Linked DNA regions of Mus musculus: regions 1 and 2 are each linked to region 3. Evidence: chromatin contacts called from public HiChIP or PLAC-seq data. All regions are on one chromosome and are shown on one strand. Each heading gives the region's core, a stretch centred on a gene start, on an enhancer-like site or on the middle of the called end of the contact. The rest is flanking DNA. Distances are from core to core; before and after follow the strand shown.

Region 1 (2,700 bases), core at 73-2,572, 290 kb before region 3:
TACATAATGAGATTTTGCTGCAACACAATTACCACTATCACCAAACCAACCACTCAGCCAACCAACCAACCAACCACTCAGCCAACCAACCAACCAACCAACCAACCAACCAATCAAACAAAAGATGGGACCTGGTGGAAGATATCCCTCTTTGGAAGGGCCAGCTTGTTACAGAAGAGTCAGCCCACTCCCTCCCCACTTCTTATTTTCTGTCTGTTTATCATAAACTGCTTTTCTTTCACAGGTGCTCCAGACAGAATGCCATCCACCACGACGACGTCAGTGCTGGTGACAATGCATCCTCTCCGGCTTCCCAAACTGTGAGCCCAAATAAACTAATTAAAAACAAACCAAAAACCAAAGCACCAACCAAAGTAAAAATACCCTAAACAAACAAACCAAAACAACCCACAACAAAACACCCTAAACTGATAAACAAACAAACCTCAAACTAACCAGTGTCATTTATTCTGTTATAGCAACAGCAGACAGTCAAAGACTGCAACCCACTCATTTTGCCTTTTGTGAGAATGTGAGTGGAATTGCAGGGCAAGCAGAGCATAACTGAGATCCTCGCTGGCGAAGAGAGGGCTCATGCCGTGGATTTGGGTTTTCCACCGTCACTGATGCTGCATCAAAGCTGTGGTGAGGCTACCACGGCTAGAGTGAGAACTCGAGGAGACACTTCACCTTAATATAGTAGCAGCTTAACACGGCCAACTCAAGCCTCCCCTCGCGGCCACACACATACCAACGTCTTTCAGAGACGATGAACATTAACACAATGTAATTAATAATTCAATGCTCTGGGAGCTGGGAGGCTGTGCCTATGAAAGGCCTCCTGGGTCTCATTACCATCAGTGCAGTGCAGTGGGGAGTGGGCAGGCTTGAGGCGGGCAGCAGCAAGCTCTTTCATACTCGGCTGGCACAGTGTGGCTCCGTTCTCATCAATACCTCCTTGAGATGCCCTGCCACCTCTATACCACATGATCTTTCATGACTAACTCATATCAATAATTGCTTTTCCAAATAATTTATTTTCTGACATCTTAGCACTGAGCCATGCCAAAGCCCTAGGAATGCCCAGAAGTCCAGACAGGGTGGCAGAATAGAAACTAAGGCCAAGAAGCTACTGGAAACACAGGGAAAGCCTGGGTAACAAGAGAGAGGACTGGGCTAGAAGGACCTCCTTCTCCCCCACCTCTATGGTGAGGATGATGAGAGGGTGGGAACACATTTTCCATCCTGCCTGAGGCAGAGAAGCAGAAGCCAAGGCGATCAGCATCGTTGGAGTCTGCTGGGAAATGGAAACCTGCTGACTCCAGGCCTTTGCAAGCGGTAACACAGTTTACAAACTGACGCAATCTGTTCCTTTGGTGCAGACAATAAGGAAAGCAGACTGTTCATCTTCCCAGGAAAACCCCAGGCTGGAGGCCTGAGGGAGAGTTAACTCTCTCTTCCCCGAGCTTCACACAGGAAATGTGACAGATCTGGAAGGAGCTTGGACTGTTCCTCACCAAGCAAGAGGCATGCTCTGAGATTTTTCTGAATGGTTCTGATCCTTCTGGTGCTTGCTAGCTCATGTGGAGAGTGGTCTTAGCCAAAGGGAGGCAAGACGACTGTTTTCTTACCCAAGCCCAGCCAGTGTATTCTCTGGCTTCAAAAGCTATACCTGCCTTGAAGGAACACGGAGCTAGGTTTCAGCCTATTTTTGTAGTAGGAAATCAATGTGTGTATGATCTATGTAGCAAGTGCCCAAGGCTAGCAAATCTCTTGCATGGACTATAAGTAACTAGATGTCCTACAGGTCATGTTCAAATGGCAGTTTTCCATCGGAGACCCCCAATTCTCAAGCTCCTTTACCCAACACACTGCGGGCAATGTCACTGAGAGGCCCTCTACTTTGCTTAGACTGAACACCCACTTAGATTGGCATCCATGGTTATTTCTTTCCTCTCCATCCATTTTTTTTGTTTTTTTTTGTTTTTTTTGAGACAGGGTTTCTCTGTAGCCCTGGCTGTCCTCGAACTCAGAAATCCACCTGCCTCTGCCTCCCAAGTGCTGGGATTAAAGGTGTGTGCCACCACACCTGGCTCTCTTCATCCATTTTAAAGGGAAAAAGAAACCCACAAGGCATACACTCTCTCCTTTAGGTCACCGTAGATACCTGCTTCTGTCACTTACCTTCTACACTGCCTTTCTGGCTACTGCCCATCACCACCATCCAGATCTTAACCCGGCCTGCCCACCTTTCTCCCCTCATCCAGAGCTTTCTGCAAGTGCCCACTCCCTCCATCCCACTCTCCCTGTCCAATGGACCAGTTCCTACAGTCACTGTTACCTCACAAGGTCACTCAGGACCTCTTCATTGCCATTTTCATAATTTCTTTGCAGACTTCATCATTTCTGACCTTTCAAATGATCTGACCAAGCTAAGCAACCCCTATCTTTTTGAAACAGTCTGTTTTTAGATCTCTGATCTTCAATCTTGGCTTTTTCTTGATCTTAGCTGAGAATTCTTCCTCAACAGCATGACCTCTAAACACAGATATTCCCAGGGCATATTGTGGAGAGTTCTTCCATTCTATTACTCTGAGTGGCCAGTATACCCACAGCCCAGGCCTCACTACCAAATTCAACCGTACCAGGGAGTGAGTCCAACCCTCACTCTGTCACCTTTACTAGGAAGCCCTCTCTTCT
Region 2 (2,700 bases), core at 17-2,516, 320 kb before region 3:
GAGTTTCCTTTGCTCTCAGCCTCCAAACTCAGGTCTTGTCTGACTCCCCAGACTCCCTACTTAATCCCTCCCCACACCCCGCCCTGCTCTTAGTTTCTGATCTGTTGGGAGGAAGGCAACAACTCCTCCTATGGTGAGCCTGGGGCTCCAAGCACCCTCTGAATTTGTTAGAAACATGGCAGGTCCTTCATCCCAGCCCTCCGGAGGCAGAGGTGGGTCTCTGCGAATTTGAGGTCAGCCTGGTTTACACTGCCAGCTCCAGGCTAGCCAGGGTTACACAATAAGACCATATTTTAAAACAAAGCACTCTCCCCCCCCCCCAAAAAAAAACTAAAAATGGGGGAATCCGTTAGCCTTGCAGCATCCTTTCTGGATCAGAGCCTATATTTTAACAAGTCCCCTCCCCGCAATGACTCACAGGCTGATCCAGTGTAGGAAGCTGTTCTAGTGTCTGCTGACTGGAACGGCCTGCTCCCACCAGACAAAATGGAAGTGAGGGTCTTCAATTAATGCCTGATGCTCGAACTCAGTCACCTCTCTGTTCAGGACCTTCACTGTTTTTGTTTCTAGGGAACTTCCTATCCTTGTCCTTAGAATCTTCCCCAAGAAAATATCTTGTGGATTATTGATAGCCTACGAATGACATCTACCGAATAGGGGAGAAGCCATGATGGACTCAGCTGTGGGTCTGTGCCCAGTACAGCAGAGGGCCTTAGCCCATGTTTACTGATCCATTCCTGGCAAATGCAACATGACAGCAGTGCCAGGCAGGGTAAGGGCTCCCTGGACCGGGCAGCACTGCTTTGAGGTTCCCAGCCCTGTTTCATAAGCCCCTGTCTGCTTTCAGGATGCTGTGTGGTTTCTAGTCTTTAAAATAAAAATCGCCATTACATTTCTTTCTGTCTACGTATATGGGTAGCCACAGCATTTGTATGGAGTCAGAGAGTCCGTCTGCCTTATGCCATGTGGATTCTGGGGACTGAACTTAGGTGGTCCAGCTTGAGGGTAAATGCCCTTACCCACCGAGTCTTCTCTGCCCAGGAAACGATATTTTTGACAGAATCCTGAACCTTCTGCCCATGAATACACAAAGCCAAGGACAGCAAATATATGGGACCCACATGACCGTCCCTTTCCCACACTCTGGGTGGACATCAATAATTGATGACAGCTGACTTTGTGGCATGACCTTCCAGTCCTTTCTCACAGAACCCCAGGGAACAACTATCAATTGATCAGACATGGCACTGTTTGTGATCTTTGCCTCGGGACTCCCTCCTGGGAGCTGCCCTCCACAGATCAGTGCACAGGAGACAAGGCAGTCAGGCTAGAGCCCAGGGATGCCCATGGCTCCCACTTCCACCAAGCTGCCTATTGTGTCTGTGCACGGCTGCACCCAGGGAGGGCCTCATAAACAGCCTTTCCCCAGCTGTTCAAGGCTGAATAGTGAGTGCAGCCAGGCTCACCTTTGCACACAGACCTCTATAGGTCAAACTCACATATGCAGTTCAATACAGGCCTCCATGTAGCTTTCTATATTCACACCTAATCTCTTCTCATACCCCGTATATACCCTCACCCAGGTACTGACCTCCCCATGTCTGTTGTCCTGATAAAGGGCAATACTTCTAACTCTCATTCACTGTGGTGTCTCTCAGGCCCCAGAGCTTTGGGCAATGAACACAGAAGGGCAAAAAGTGCCTTACACGGGTGTCAACATTTCTGCCTGGCATGGTACCTCTGTTTGTGCCTGGTAGGCACCCTTTACACAGCTGTAAGGCCATGCCAGAAAGAGAGCCAGCATCAATTATTGGTGTCCATCCAGAGTGTGGGGAAGGGGGATGGTCATGTGGGTCCCCTTTATTTGCTGTCCTTATCCTTGGCCTTGGAAACAAGATCCTTTCATAGCCAATGAGGCCTTCGTGTGTGCTCCCATGTGCACTGAATTCCCATGCTGTCTGAGGCAGGGCTTTCTTGGGAGGGACCCATGCATCGGTGAGGCCTCATCAGATCCAGATAATCAGGGCTATCATCAGAAAAGCAGCTCAGGACACACCAGCCCAATAGTAACCTACCCCTATGCCTGCTGGGTTCAGATTTTAGGTCCCAAGAACGATGTCCATGGGCAGGTTCTGACTGGTCAGGGTCTCTTTTGCCGCTGTTCCTTCAGCACCTAAACTGTGTTTGGCATGGGACAAATGTTCAGTGTTGAGGGACTGACTTACCTCTGTAGTTCCAGATCAGCCAAGAGTCCTAGTGGCTCAGCCAAATCACCCCGGGACCTCCTTTCCTAACACTCTGGATCCCATCTGGCTTTGGGCACACAGTGCTCCCATGAGTTTAGATTTCATGACATCACTAGTTCCTCATACTGGATCGTTCAGGGCTGCTTCACCACCCCCTCCCCCGGGGTAGGAAGCCAGGGACTGGTCACTTGGGGATAAGGGAGGCTGCACTGTTTTTCTCAGTTCTGGATCACACTGGTTCCTATGCAAAGGGCCTTACAAATGTCTCACCGAATTCTTTGTGAATCCGAAGAATTCTTTTAAAAGTGTGTGTGTGTGTGTGTGTGTGTGTGTGTGTGTGTGTGCGCGCGCGCGCGCGCGCGCATTCATCAGATAACTTGCAAGAGTCTGTTCTCTCTTTACACCACGTGGGTCCCAGAGATGGACTTCAGGATGCTAGGCTTGGTGGCAAGCA
Region 3 (2,700 bases), core at 144-2,643:
ATTAGGAAAATAAAAATTCAATTTCACTTCAAACACTCACACAAACAACATGTGGTTTGGAGTCCGCAGGGCTGCAGGAGCTTCCCACTGCCTCGCCTCTCAGGGCCTGCACACTGTTTCCTATTAGCACAAGTTTCCAGTCAGATCATCTTGCCCAAAGCACATGCTACTCCAGAAGAATTGAAACCCAGCCTCTTCTCCATCAAACCCTTCGAGCCACTTGACAGGAAGTCATTATTCAGAAGCAGCCACTGGACTTTCAGCACTCTGCACTCTGAAGGGGGCTGCTATTTGTCCCTAAAAATCCAGGAGTGTGTCAAGATCTCTGGGTCAATACCCTGTTTATCTCCTTGTTGCCAAAGAACACACACAGGAGTTCAGGGAACAGCAGCTGATCAATACTGGCAGTCATGAGGGACTCTTCAGACAACACTAGGGACAGGAAGGTAGAGCTAGGTCTGGAAGCCTAGTGCCTTCATCAGATCTGACGGGTGGGTCACACTCAGGAGCCAAGGGGTCTTTACATTGTTTTAATAGGTTGAAAAAAAAAAGATGGATATTTAGAGAAATTACTTTTTCAATTTTAAATTTCAGGGTTAAAGTTAAATTTTTTCTTTGCATGTGCATACAGTAGATATTTGGATCTTTAGTGATTTCAGTCACAAAGCGGAGGTGAGTGGTTATAGAGATGTAATAGGTCTCAGAATTTAATACTGCTTCATTAGTTACGATTTAGACTTCCATGGAGGGGGAGGCAGTCCTCCTCCTCCTTCTCCTTAAGTTTCTCTCCTGCTGACAAATGGGAAGCAACATAAAAGTAGAGAGCTGAGCCCTGGAACAACCAAGACTACAGCAGAGCAGTATGGAGGGCAGTGGAGTGGATGGCCTGTCTCCCATACAGCTAGGATTTGCCAAGTGTGTGCTGCTGACTGGCAGGTGAAGACAGGCACTGCAGATCACAGGGCTGCTTACCTTCATGCTTATCCTCTCCACACTGCCATGTGCTCATCTTCAGTAGAGAGGAGAATGAAAATCACTCACCATTTACAGGCCACAGTGACCAGCACAACTCCTGCTATTCAGCTCTACAGCTGTTTGCAAAAACTACATCTTAAATGTTGACAAAAAAGAAAAGCTTAGATTGGAGAGGCCAAAATGCTACATCTAACAACATGGCTGGCTTTTCTGGATTTCTGCCAACACCCAGCCCCATCGATCAGATATTCACAGAGCAGCAAGTAAAAAGGAAGGGGAGCGGGAAGGCGCCAGCCTCACACCGGATGCTACTTAGGATTCAGGCAACAGCTGCACACCGGGTAATGCTCCCTGGAGCAGTCAGCTGGGGAGGCGCTGCGCCTCATCCTCACTAAGAGCTCAGGCTGCAAAACCGCACACGCTATTTGGACAGCCAATTGCCCATGACTAGGCCAGTGTCCACAGGGTGCTGAGTAACCAGGGAACGCAATAGGGTCATTTGTTCAGAACAACAATCCGGCAAAACTGCAAGGACTCTGTATATTTCAAATGCTCCTCTAGCCACAGATTTGCTATAACAGGGCACTGCTCTGAATCATACCAAACCTTACCCTTTTACCTGCAAACAAAGGAGGACACTGAAGCCAGTCTAGAATGTCACTAGGCCAAATCAAGACCGCTTCCCTTTCGCCAACATCCTTTCTCATTACTATACAAAGTTCCCTTGGAAAACCTTCTGAATCTAACCCCTGCCTCAACTCCTATATAAAATAAGGGAAAATAAAAAGGGTAGCATAAGAAAGTGGACACACACAGTACTGACAAAATGACAGCTTTACGGTCTGACATGTAAAACAATGCACATCACTATATCATGAAAAGCTCTAGCCTTCCTATGAATCCCATATCTGCAAACAGCCCTCCAGAGAAGCTACTTCTGTTTCTTTAGACCCAAGGGTAGCCATTTATAACCGTAGGTCCAGATCTGTACTTATATCTTTGAACAAGAGGGAGAAAATGCATGGACCTGGACAAAATAGAAATCAATGCCAAAGACATATAAAATAGAGTTGTTTGCTTATGATGCTTAGTTTTCCAGTTTGACTTCACAATCATCAAGGAAGCACTTAGTATGCCCTACCCCTCCAGGGCTATTAGTAAATCAAAACCACGCTACCATCCACAGATAGATACCTGTTACCATTACAAACAAGCCCAAGGAAAGCTAACTCGACTGGAAAGAATTTTCTTGAGTGTAGAAAAGAACAAAGTTATTTTTTTAAAGAAAGTTGTCAGATGTGGCTTTCTGCCTCTGTCCCTTCACTGTTAAAGTTCTCTAGTCTTATAACACACTTGGCAGTAAAACAGAACTTGACCTGACACTGTTACAAAACCTCACATGAAGAGATCCAAGTGACTTTTAAGTCTTTGTCCCATAACAGAAACATTCATGTTGTACTGGAGAAAAAGAAAAATCAGCGTTTAATTACAGGGGTGTTATTCACAACCCACTGAGGTAGGTATTATGTCATTACTACACCACAAGTGCTCTGTGTGACCTTTCTCTCTGTGTGTTTGCTGGGGCACATATGTACAAGCATGTCTTTGATTGCTCCACCTTCTATGTTGAGGCAGGGTTTCTCACTTGAACGGAGAGCTTGCCAGTTTGGCTAGCTGGTCAGCTTCCCAAGTAATGGGATCAAAGGCAGGCCACCAGACCCTACC

The links. HiChIP or PLAC-seq counts read pairs in DNA pulled down with a chosen protein or histone mark.
Region 1: a contact with region 3 is called in an H3K4me3 HiChIP or PLAC-seq map of embryonic basal ganglia, with 2.3 times the contacts expected there. The contact joins two enhancer-like sites. A contact is called at or near these places in 9 of 115 datasets of contacts at active chromatin or transcription factors (T-cell acute lymphoblastic leukemia, bone marrow-derived dendritic cells, differentiating embryonic stem cells and 5 more) and 3 of 9 other capture datasets (adipose tissue, embryonic stem cells and liver).
Region 2: a contact with region 3 is called in an H3K27ac HiChIP or PLAC-seq map of hepatocytes, with 6 times the contacts expected there. The contact joins two enhancer-like sites. A contact is called at or near these places in 1 of 15 datasets of contacts at CTCF or cohesin (the NIH/3T3 cell line), 5 of 484 Hi-C or Micro-C datasets (the AML12 cell line, the G1E-ER4 cell line, bone marrow-derived macrophages and 2 more), 6 of 115 datasets of contacts at active chromatin or transcription factors (astrocytes, embryonic basal ganglia, hepatocytes and 3 more) and 2 of 9 other capture datasets (adipose tissue and liver).

Annotation. Positions count from the first base shown.
Region 1 is chr6:28,863,468-28,866,167 of GRCm38.p6, reverse strand. All of the region lies in intron 16 of Snd1 (staphylococcal nuclease and tudor domain containing 1), which reads right to left. Among named protein-coding and RNA genes, the nearest start is that of Lrrc4, 33 kb to the right of the region's middle. Within about 2 kb of position 1,322, at least 79 of the 459 cell types and tissues checked have an H3K27ac peak or open chromatin away from gene starts, as enhancers often do. A contact at or near this core is called in adipose tissue and embryonic basal ganglia, where this site is marked.
Region 2 is chr6:28,895,572-28,898,271 of GRCm38.p6, reverse strand. It overlaps a transcript of Snd1 not described here. Among named protein-coding and RNA genes, the nearest start is that of Lrrc4, 65 kb to the right of the region's middle. Within about 2 kb of position 1,266, at least 16 of the 459 cell types and tissues checked have an H3K27ac peak or open chromatin away from gene starts, as enhancers often do. A contact at or near this core is called in adipose tissue, hepatocytes and liver, where this site is marked.
Region 3 is chr6:28,571,799-28,574,498 of GRCm38.p6, reverse strand. All of the region lies in intron 10 of Snd1 (staphylococcal nuclease and tudor domain containing 1), which reads right to left. Among named protein-coding and RNA genes, the nearest start is that of Snd1, 93 kb to the right of the region's middle. Within about 2 kb of position 1,393, at least 71 of the 459 cell types and tissues checked have an H3K27ac peak or open chromatin away from gene starts, as enhancers often do. A contact at or near this core is called in adipose tissue, embryonic basal ganglia, hepatocytes and 1 more, where this site is marked.